2 separate regions of the Oryzias latipes genome follow, and region 1 is linked to region 2. A link is a contact called in public Hi-C data. All regions are on one chromosome and are shown on one strand. Each heading gives the region's core, a stretch centred on a gene start, on an enhancer-like site or on the middle of the called end of the contact. The rest is flanking DNA. Distances are from core to core; before and after follow the strand shown. Region 1 holds the start of bend4 (BEN domain-containing protein 4). Region 2 holds the start of grxcr1 (glutaredoxin domain-containing cysteine-rich protein 1).

Evidence for each region. A called contact is a pair of places that touch in the nucleus more often than the background predicts.
Region 1: a Hi-C map of embryo shows a contact between it and region 2, with 2.3 times the contacts expected there. The contact joins the promoter of bend4 here to the promoter of grxcr1 in region 2. A contact is called at or near these places in 3 of 5 Hi-C or Micro-C datasets (all in embryo).

Annotation. Positions count from the first base shown.
Region 1 is chr10:7,322,330-7,327,677 of ASM223467v1, reverse strand. bend4 (BEN domain-containing protein 4) reads right to left here and starts at 3,221. Exons shown (of 6, transcript XM_011479882.3): 1 at 1,105-3,221. The coding sequence starts at 1,540. It overlaps shisa3 (protein shisa-3 homolog), which reads left to right and starts at 3,774. Exons shown (of 2, transcript XM_004073029.4): 1 at 3,774-4,312. The coding sequence starts at 4,042.
Region 2 is chr10:7,185,938-7,190,627 of ASM223467v1, reverse strand. grxcr1 (glutaredoxin domain-containing cysteine-rich protein 1) reads left to right here and starts at 1,807. Exons shown (of 4, transcript XM_011479873.3): 1 at 1,807-2,495. The coding sequence starts at 2,097.

The sequences.
Region 1 (5,348 bases), core at 1,972-4,471, 140 kb before region 2:
GAGAAATGGAACGGCCCTCGGATCCTGACCGTGTTCTTGAAATGTCGGTAGGATTATGTTGATTTATTCAGACGTCAATAAACTGTAAGGTCACAGTCTCAGCTGTGACAAAGACCGTCTGCACTGTTATTGTGCAGGGACAGACCTCGGCAGGCATTTCCACGGCACGTCTGAATGAAATGATCTCACGCTCCTCCATGTAATGATCATCAATCCTCCAGCTGCACATGAACACACATGCAAACAGGCGGGGGGAAAATGAGCAGCGTGACAGTCCCTGCGTTGCCATTCCCTCAAACGCGTCTATCAGCCGCTGCAGATGTGCTGGATTTATTATGTGTGCATTCACCATTTCACTTCTATCTGATATCACCCCGCGGCGCCCTCCCTTCTCCCCCTGGTTCTGTGGCACTGAGAGCTGAGAGCCTCATAAAATTTCATTAAAAACAACACGGCCGGCAGAGGCAAATTTATGAGGCCCATTTGTTTTAATCACAACTCTGTGGAAGGCTGATTCCACTGTTTGTGTGCTGCTTCTGTGAAGAGGAGATACAGACCTGCTCTAAAAGGTTTTGCAGATTAAAAAATAAAACCCAAACGTGTCATTTCTTGCACGAAGAAGCTCCAGAACTAAGTGGAACTAAATTCTGCATCGTTTGCAATAAACATACTTAAGAAAAGTCATTAATTGTTAAGATGTTATCATAAAATAAGTCTCTGAGCAGCTGTGATTGATAACAGAGGGATCTTCTGCATTGAATTTAGGAGCTGCCAGAGTTTTGTTGTAAAAAGCTGGTTCCTGTGGGCCCGCCCTCCACATGGGGGACACATTTCATCCTGTTCAGGCCTCTAATGAACAGCAGCTGAGGAGAAAAGAAAAACACCAGTAGGGAACAATACGTTTCAGCAGGAGGCTGGTGAGGGTCCCTGCTGGCCACACGCGCACAAACACGAGTGTCGTTCTCACCACATGCGTTAGGAGCGAATCCGTCACTGCTGTTGACATGGAAACGTGGGGGGAAAAACTTCAAATGTGAGGAAAACAAAAGCTCTTGAGTGGAGCTGCCTCAGACCTGTAGGGGCCACTCAGAGTCTGGAGCCCACCTGTGCTGATGCCATATGTGCAGTCTGGAGAGAAACGAGGCTCTGCCGCTCCTCCCGAAAGCCGCCGCCGCTGCTGCTGCTGCTGCTGCTGCTGCTGGGGACCAAAGGATGCTGTGGATGTGGGGACCCTGCTGCTGGGCCTGGCCTCACTCCCGAGACGATGCTGCTGGCTGCTGCTGCTGCTGCTGATGGCAGCGCTGGGTTGGTGGAGCTGCGGCAGACGCTGCTGCTGCTGTTGGGGATGAGGCTGCTCCGGGTGAAAAGTGAAGGGATGCCCGTCGCCAAACACAGCCACCACGGCGGAGCGCTCAAAGCGCGGCTTGCCCGCTGAGCGCTTGCTCTGGAAGGGTTTGAGGCAGCTGAACGGACCCCGCTGCTGCCGGCACAGCTTCGGGGCGCACGGCCCCTCATCAGCGGCCTGCAGATCTCCATCCATTCCCGCTCAGGTGGCTGTGGTGAAGCGGGTTGACAGCTGATAAGAGCGACAGATCCGGTCGTCACCGTCTGGCTCGGTTTCCCGGTGCGCGTAAAGGGCGGACCGCTTTACTGACAAGGCGCCGCTCCAATCCTCAGTCGGGGGCGCAGACAGAGAGACTCATCCAGAGGGAAATACAGGCGGGACTTGAGCGCCGCCGCCGCCTCCTTCCCAGCCGACATCCTCACGGAGAACAACGGGGATGCAGCCTCACAATACAACCAGGATGAATGGAAAAAACATTAGTGCAGAGGCCATTTTTTATCTAAAGCTTTTATTTCAAGCTCAAAAAGTTAAATAAAAAAAAAGCTTTTTGGCAGTAGATGCAACTTTGCGTGGGTTAATTCAAAGTTATAAATCAATAATGTAATAAATCCATTACATTTATTTCTTGACAATAAAGCATCTTTTTGATGACAGTAACCTTTAAATATAATTAGAATTTTTTTTAATTAAAAATCAAGAAAGAAATAGATAAATAAGAAACATTTCACTTCAAGAGTGTACAGTGCCTCTCAGGAACAAAAGTTTGCAGTACCACAAGGGGGCGCTAACTCTATAGCTTTTGAAGCAGCAGATGAAAAAAAAACAACAACCCTGCTGCTAAATTCAGATGTTTCTGCTGGTGACTGATGCTAAAACACATGACTTAAATACATGTAATTAGAATAAAGTGGTCATAAATATTTATATATAATATGTAAATATATAATTATAGTTATGTTTCCATTGAGTCATTATCTAAATTCAGTGCACTGATTAATCTGATTCTTGAAAAATATACCACAAAAAACTTTATTTCTAAACATTGCATCTGACAAGGAATCTCTCAGAAAATATGTTTTCCCACCATGAAATCACCCAAATTATTTGAAGTTGTTTTGTGACCGTTTGTTTTAAATTCACCCCCATTATGGATCAATATATATTAATTGTGTGATTATAATTCTGAAATCTATTTTAAAAAATATCTTCCAGTTCTGTGGTAATCACCTGTCCCTTGTGTAGTAATACAACTCATTGTAAAGTATTTTAACTTGATCCCAAATTATTTTGATTGTAAGTCCTATAACAAGGATTCAACCCAGTAACAGTGTTTATTGTAATGCGGTTAAAGACTTTAGGTAAAAGTAGCTACATCATGGCTACATCAACTACAATATGAAGCATCATACGTCAGGAGGAAAACAAGAAATCAGTATCTTTTTCCAGGACAATTGTTAATTTTCCCCAAACAACAGTAAATATCACTTTTGTAGGTTCAAACGTTGAGCTCGGCAGTGTCAGTCTAACAACAGAAACAGTCAAATGCAGAAATAATGCAAACACTTAAAAAAATGTTTAAGGATGTCAGTTCCGTGGAAGTTGGAATAAATCATTATTGATACAAAAGGGGAGGGGGGTTAATAAGCTGTTACAGCGTTGAACAAAGCTGAGGCTCGTGGTAAAAAGCTGCAATTTTATGAATAATTTATGTATTTGTCTCATATCACTTTTATTTAGATTCAAGTAGAAAATAAATGATTAACCCCCCCAAAAAAAAGACAAAAAAATACGATTTTGGTTGTTATTAGTAGTTTTAGTATAGGGACTTGCACATTAGGATGAACACTACACATCAGCAACCCATAAAATATTTCTAAAGATAATTTTTTTTGAAATACTTGCGTGATGTTTATATTTCTTGCTCTAAAATGTATCTTGTGGTTTACTTTAATTTGCAAAGTTAGGGAACACATTGATTTCAGAAAATCACCAAGCTATTAAATATAGTTTATTTTTGGGGGTTTAGAATTGGGGGCCACAGGGACCAAAAGGTCAGATGGGACCCCCATTTTGAAATCATGATTGTTTGCAGGAACACAAGACACATAAATTGACCACAAGAAATAAAAAAAATGAACAGAAAGATGCAACCAGGAGTTCATCATTTTCTTTTGCAAAGGGGAAAAAAACAGTAAAAATCAATCACATTCAATCAAAACATTAAAAGAAGCATAAATGGTAGGGATTAGGGAAAAATGTAAATATGTCTCCTGCTTGGACAAACGTGTTGCAGTTGGAGTTTTGCCTCCACCGTCACATCTGCTTACAGCGGCCAAAGCGCGAGGACGCGCACGTTGTGTGGTGGGGGCTGTGCGTGCGCGCGTACCCAGAGTTTAGCAGCAGATCAGTGGTGAGGGGATCTCAGTTGGAACACAGGCTCTCTGGCGCGCTGGAGGGACTTCACTTGACTCCGCTGCTTGAATCAGTTTTGGACATTTCCGTCTGGATCTACAGGATTTATTTGTGGTTCCGCAGCATCTCACACGTCTGGATCTGCATCTCAGGATCCTGCACGTCTGGATGCTCTAAAAGATGAAGGTCCCAAAAGTCTCCGCGCGCAGCTCCTGCCTCACACTCAGCACGCGGACCTGAACTCGGACGGGCTCGGAGCGCAGAGCCACCGACCGACCGCCGGGATGGAGCGCCTGCTGAACTGCCTGCTGCTGGGGTATCTGACCTGGAACCTGCGGATCTCTGACGCCCAGGGGGAGTACTGTCACGGCTGGCTGGACACCAGTGGGAATTATCACGAGGGCTTTCAGTGTCCCGAGGACTTTGACACGGCGGACGCCACCGTGTGCTGCGGCACCTGCGCGCTGCGCTACTGCTGCGCTGCCGCGGAGGCGCGGCTGGATCAGGGCAGCTGCACCAACGACAGGGAGGTGGACGACACCGAGTTCGCAGCGCGTAAGTTCCGAGTGAGAACAAGTTCTGGAGAGCAGTTTAGAACTTGTACCTCACAGAGAAGTTAGTCTGCGTAAAACAGGGTGGAAAAATAACTTTTTTCCTCTTTAAATGGGTTGGAGCTGAATGTTTAACAGGTGGAAATTCATGCTGAGCATAGATGTTGGCAGCCGTGGAGAGGTCAGAGGTCATCTGAACAGGACTGGTTACTTCCAAGTGCCTATTGTATTCCTTCTTATTCTTTTAAATAATGAAACTGAAGGTTTTTGGAATAATTCTAAATTCAACCCATTTATTTTCACCTTCTCAGATGTTTTTCAATTCTAAATTTGTCATTTTACAGCCCCAGCAACCCAAAGAGTTCCTTGTGTTTCAAAGTTGTTTTTCCAGCAAAATCCAAGCATAGAGTTCATCTTACACCCACTTGAATTTGGGCCCCAGAAGCCTCATTTTACCTCGCCACACTCCAGATTGTTATCAGTGAAACAGGATCAGATCCTGATGATGCGGCGTGTCCATTTATCCTAATGTTCTCCAAATAAACTCCCAGCGGGCCTTTCTGCGCCGCCACACATAAACCAAATTCACGCTGAGGGCTCGCTCATCATCAAACCTAATCAGAACATTTGGATGGAGCAGTTCAGCCCTGACACCTTTCTAAACCTGTTGGGGTGAAGCTGCTGCTGGATGGGAGGGGTTTTGACCCCTTCATGCCTGAATTTATTCCAAAATATATATAAAAAAAAAATTTCTTCAATGTTTTTTCCATTTAAGGTGATGCTAAATTAATTAGAGTTCTGATTAAACGGAACAGTGGAAATTAGTGCAAACGGAATCATTTTAGTCTGTCATTCCAGGAAAAAAAATCATAATTTTAGATTTTTTAGCCACTGTTTGTGTTTTCTGGGAGGTTTTATTTCTTGAATAAACACAAATTTTTCCCTCAGTATGAATGATTCTAAGAAGTAATACATACAACATCAGTCCATTCTAAAGATGTTTTTATTTTATTTTACAAAAGGGGAAAAAGTAGCTTTTT
Region 2 (4,690 bases), core at 558-3,057:
AACAAAACCAGACTTCTAATTTTAAAGACAAACTAATCAAATGGGACTGGACGGGACTGCTGGTGTGGAGTAAGCCCGCCCCCAGTTTCCATCACCCATCTGTTTACATGCTCTCCCGCTGGCGTACAGCCCCTCACAACCCCAAGCTAATGTTAGCTGTGCAACAAAAATGGAGCCATCCAGCTGTAAAAATGTAATTTTAATTTTCCTTAACTATGTCCTCCATGAGAGAAATGCCTTAAGAACATGTTAAAGGGCCTCTATCATGCCAAATCAATTTTTTAAAGTGTTTTATAATGTTCCTTCCTCACGAAAAGAAACCCCAAAGTGGTATTTTGATTCGTTCACACATCTCCGAGTATTCCTCCAAAAATCTACTCTCTGAGCACCAGCCCCATTAAGAATTCTATGGAAATGTGCGGGTTCTCACATTGTGACGAAGATAAGTGAGGAACTGCCCCTTCCAAGAAGAGTCTGCACTGCCAGCACAGGCTAACTCACACACACTTTCTCCTAACAGTCATCGGCTAAATGCTCTCATTTTCTTTGCACAATATGCACATCCATCTTCGCAAAAGTTTGGATATCGTTTGTTTTCGTGGGCGACACACAGACACATTGCCGAGGCAGGCTATAGGATGATGTCATGACATGGGCGACACCCACACAAAGCCAGTGCTTCAGGGATCGAGTCGTCTTACCTTTTTAAATAAAAAGTCTTTCTTGCCAACGGTAACATTTTATTATATACATGGATATTGTAACATCCGGCTGATGTGAAGCCTTTAATGTAGCTCAAATGGTTGCCATTGGCAGCAACCGTACCAAACAGCACAAAATGGAAGACTGGCCCTGACGCCATTCGTTTTCAGAGCATACAGGCTTTCAGACATTCCTTTTTTATTCACTTGCTCCTCCTCCCCCACCCACACTCTTCCAATCCCATTAATCTAACCAATTAGACCACCAATGTAAACACAGAACACAACAGAATCACTCAACACAAACTGAGGATAGCAACACAAGACAGATTAACACAGCTTAATGTCGGTCGCCACAATATTGTTTACTATAAAAGGCTTAAGAATAGCCGGGTATTGGCCCTTTAAAAGCACCAAAAACACCATTTTCATTGGAGTGGATCTGTAAGCGTTGGGTACAGACCCAAAGTACCACCTTTTTTCTAACAGCAGTAACAATTGAGCAAGCCCTTTTTTGTGACTCATTAAAAAGTTTGGAGAAAAAGAAGAAAAAAATGGTTGTTTTTACTTATGTACATTAATGAAAAGGCTTTTTGAATTCAATTCATACACGTTAAAATAAAAAGAACCGTTTTAAAATTTGTAATGCACAAAGATGGGATATAAAAGTGGAAGTCCTCATGTGGATTCAGTCAAGAGTACAACATGCTCAGAGGGTGCATTTGATTGTCCTCCAAAAAGTCTTAAACTTTTTAAATGCCATCTTATTTAAAAACTGTGCCAATTTGCAGGGGAATCACCAACATCATTGACAATAGCCAATGAGAAAGTTGTTGACGTTGGAAAAAAAAGCTGAACACGTGAGAAGGGCTGTCTACAATATGAGGAGAATACGAATTCCAAACATGAACTATACGATTTTTTCATCAGTCAACAAGTTTCATCCAAAAATTAAAAAAACAGAATTTTGCAGCAGCTGATGAAGGGTTGTCGCCCTCCCAAGGTCAGCTGTTGTCTTTTATCTGCAGAAGAAGATGAAATGTTTGTTTGATAACAGCGTATGAAGTCAGACAGTTAAAAGTCTTCCATCAAAGCTTTGCTATAAACTCTGCAGAAAATCATGAATAATTGAAAGGACAGGATCATTTTACGTGGGATTAGCTTGCTCGGTTGCCATGGTAGAAACACATGTATTATTTAGTGGCTATTTGACTGCGAGGGGAGCTTACAGGCTCCCAGTCATTTTTAGATCTGTTCACACTGTGAGGATTAAACCTGGGAGTAATCCATGGGAAACAAAAAAAAGTGTGTCTGAGCTGCGTGTTTACCTCTAAATGAGGAAGAAGGATCCTAACTGCAGAGCTGGGGGCCATGTAATGTGGAGGAGGGTTCGCAATGGAGGGGACAGAGTTGATGGCAGGGCAGGAGAAGCCGCAGAAGCGGGTGAGGTTCCGCGTGGCCTCAGGGAGCAGCGGGCGGGTGCTGAAGGAGATGTTCAAGGATGAGGGCCCTTCGGACTCTCTGGATTCAGACTGCACCAGCAGCTCCGACGCCGAGCGGGCCAGCACCCCCTCCACGACCGGAGAAGCCCACCTGTTCGGACCTCTGGGTTCTGAGCTGGATGAGTGTGAGGGAGAGCCTGACGCGCTGCTCCTGCACGCGGGCGCCACCAAGGACTGGCTGTTCACCACCAAAAGGGTCAACATCCTCAGTAAGAATGGGACGGTGAGAGGGGTCAAGCATAAAGTCAGTGCCGGGCAGACGCTGTTTGAAAACCTTCCTAATTCCAACTGTGTAAGTACTGTCCATCAAACTTATGGCTTCTTCATAGCAAACACTCTAATGTCCCAAATGTCCTTGAGGTGTTTCAAAGCCATTTCCCATCAACTTTCTAGTGAGAGTTGTTGTTCTGCGGGAAGACTCCAAAGACCAGACAAGGCCACACAGCAATTAATGATTAATGATGCATTTGGTTAAGTGTTCCAGGAGAAACTAATCAGGTTAATGAATTTGCAGCACTGCTTTCTGTCAGCACTGCAGCGATTGTTCCTACGGGTCAGAGAGCTTGCAGGTGACATAAAAGGTCATCACTGTTTTCCTGTTAACTGGTATTATGTGATCGCACCGTGTCACTGACCGAATAAAGCCTCTCCGCGCAATTAAGGGGGCTTTTCTTTCTTTCTTTCTTTCAGAGTGGAGATTAAATACTTATCAAGGTGAAGCAGCACGATCCCACAGAGAAAGTCTCAGCTTTTATAAATCTCTGAAGGATTTGAAATGCAGGATAACTGTTTGGATAAATTCAAGTTCATAAAGTAAAGCTTTATCTGCGGGACTGATGTCTAGTGTTATGGATTTGAATGATGTGTTTGGTGCAAAATGTCCACAGTTGAGCAACAGCTGCTTAACAAAGTTAATATTATTGAGAGAACATGAGCATACATCCTTGGAAAACAAACGCTCAGGATGAAGAGCAGCACAAAGTTTCTTCTGCTTTGACAGATCAACTTTAGTGCTTCAAAAGTCCAAACCGTGTAGTAACTTGTGTAACGGCCTTCCTCACGGTGAGGTGTTCCTGGTTGGAATCCAGATCTATACTGTGAGGAGTTCAAAGTCAAAGTAAAAGTCAGCTTTATTGTCAAGTATGCTGCATACACATGACATACAGCACAGATGAAATTACTTTGCATGTTTTCCCTCCACATGTCAGGACTTTATCCAGGTCTCCTCCTGCAATTTTAAATCCTGCATTGGGAGTTAATCTGAATTTTGGGTGGATGTGACATTTGTGCTGCGAGGTCATGAGGACTGATCATCTGCCTGCTGGGATAGGCTGCAGCCATCTCCTCAAACCTGAGCAGAATAAAGTGCATTTCATTTGCATTGACCATAAATGAGAGCTGGGAGCTGGACAGATGAGTGTGACGACCTCCATAGAAAAGAACTTATTTCATAAGAAAGTAATAGCTGTTTAGTTCTTAATAGAGGTCTATGTGTTGGCCTCTTGTGAACCAGCGGGAACTTCCTGTTTGGATTACCAGGGGGCAAAGGGTCAATCAGTCCAGCTAGAGTCATCGGTCATGCCTGATTATTTTTCAGGTTAACACGTGACTCTCTTCAATTACATGTTGTTTCAGTGATCATATTCATTGTTTCTCTTTCAGTTTCAGTTAGTTCAGGTGAATTAACTGAGCACAAAACTTTGAGGTGTTTAGGTCCATCCCAGTTTAAGACACACTTATTCATGCGATCATCAATAATCTACCAAACTTTATAAATAAATATATATAATTAATAAATAATTGCATATATATATATAAATATAAATGTTTGTTTTCAAATGTAAGTTGAACGGGTCCAATAACTGAGTTTAATGTGATTTATTGCCTGAGAAAAACTTGACAGATTTTCCATCAAGCTATTAAATCTTTGTTAGACTGACAAGAGATTTCATTAAAAGATTTACAGAAAAAATTAGACACGTCAGGCTTTAGGTATTAAAGCCTGACTTATAGCTGAAGGGACAAATGAGTTCCTAAAGTGCTCTGTCCTGCATCGCAGTGAATCGCAGTGTTGTTCAAAGGATGTCTGGGATTGTCCAGGCTACTCTGAATCAAGGCACTCATTCTCTTCTGCAGCACAGTTCCCACAGAGTCCACCTTCCTCCCGATCACAGATGCACACCTCTTTATCAGTGCTCAGTTGTCCAATCGAATGCAATCCCTTGAGGTCATACTGCCACCCCAGCATACAACCCCATAGAAAACAACACTCGCCACGACCGACTGATAAAAGAGGAGCAACATGTCTCTACATACATCAAAGGACCTTAGCTTTCTCAGGAAGAACAGCCTACTCTGCCCTTTCTTATACAGAGCCTGAGCCTGCTCTGACCAGTCAAGGTGCACACCCAGGAGTCAACCACCTTGATCCCCCCCCATCGATGATCACTGGTTGGTGGGAGGGCCTACTACTAAAGTAAATGATCA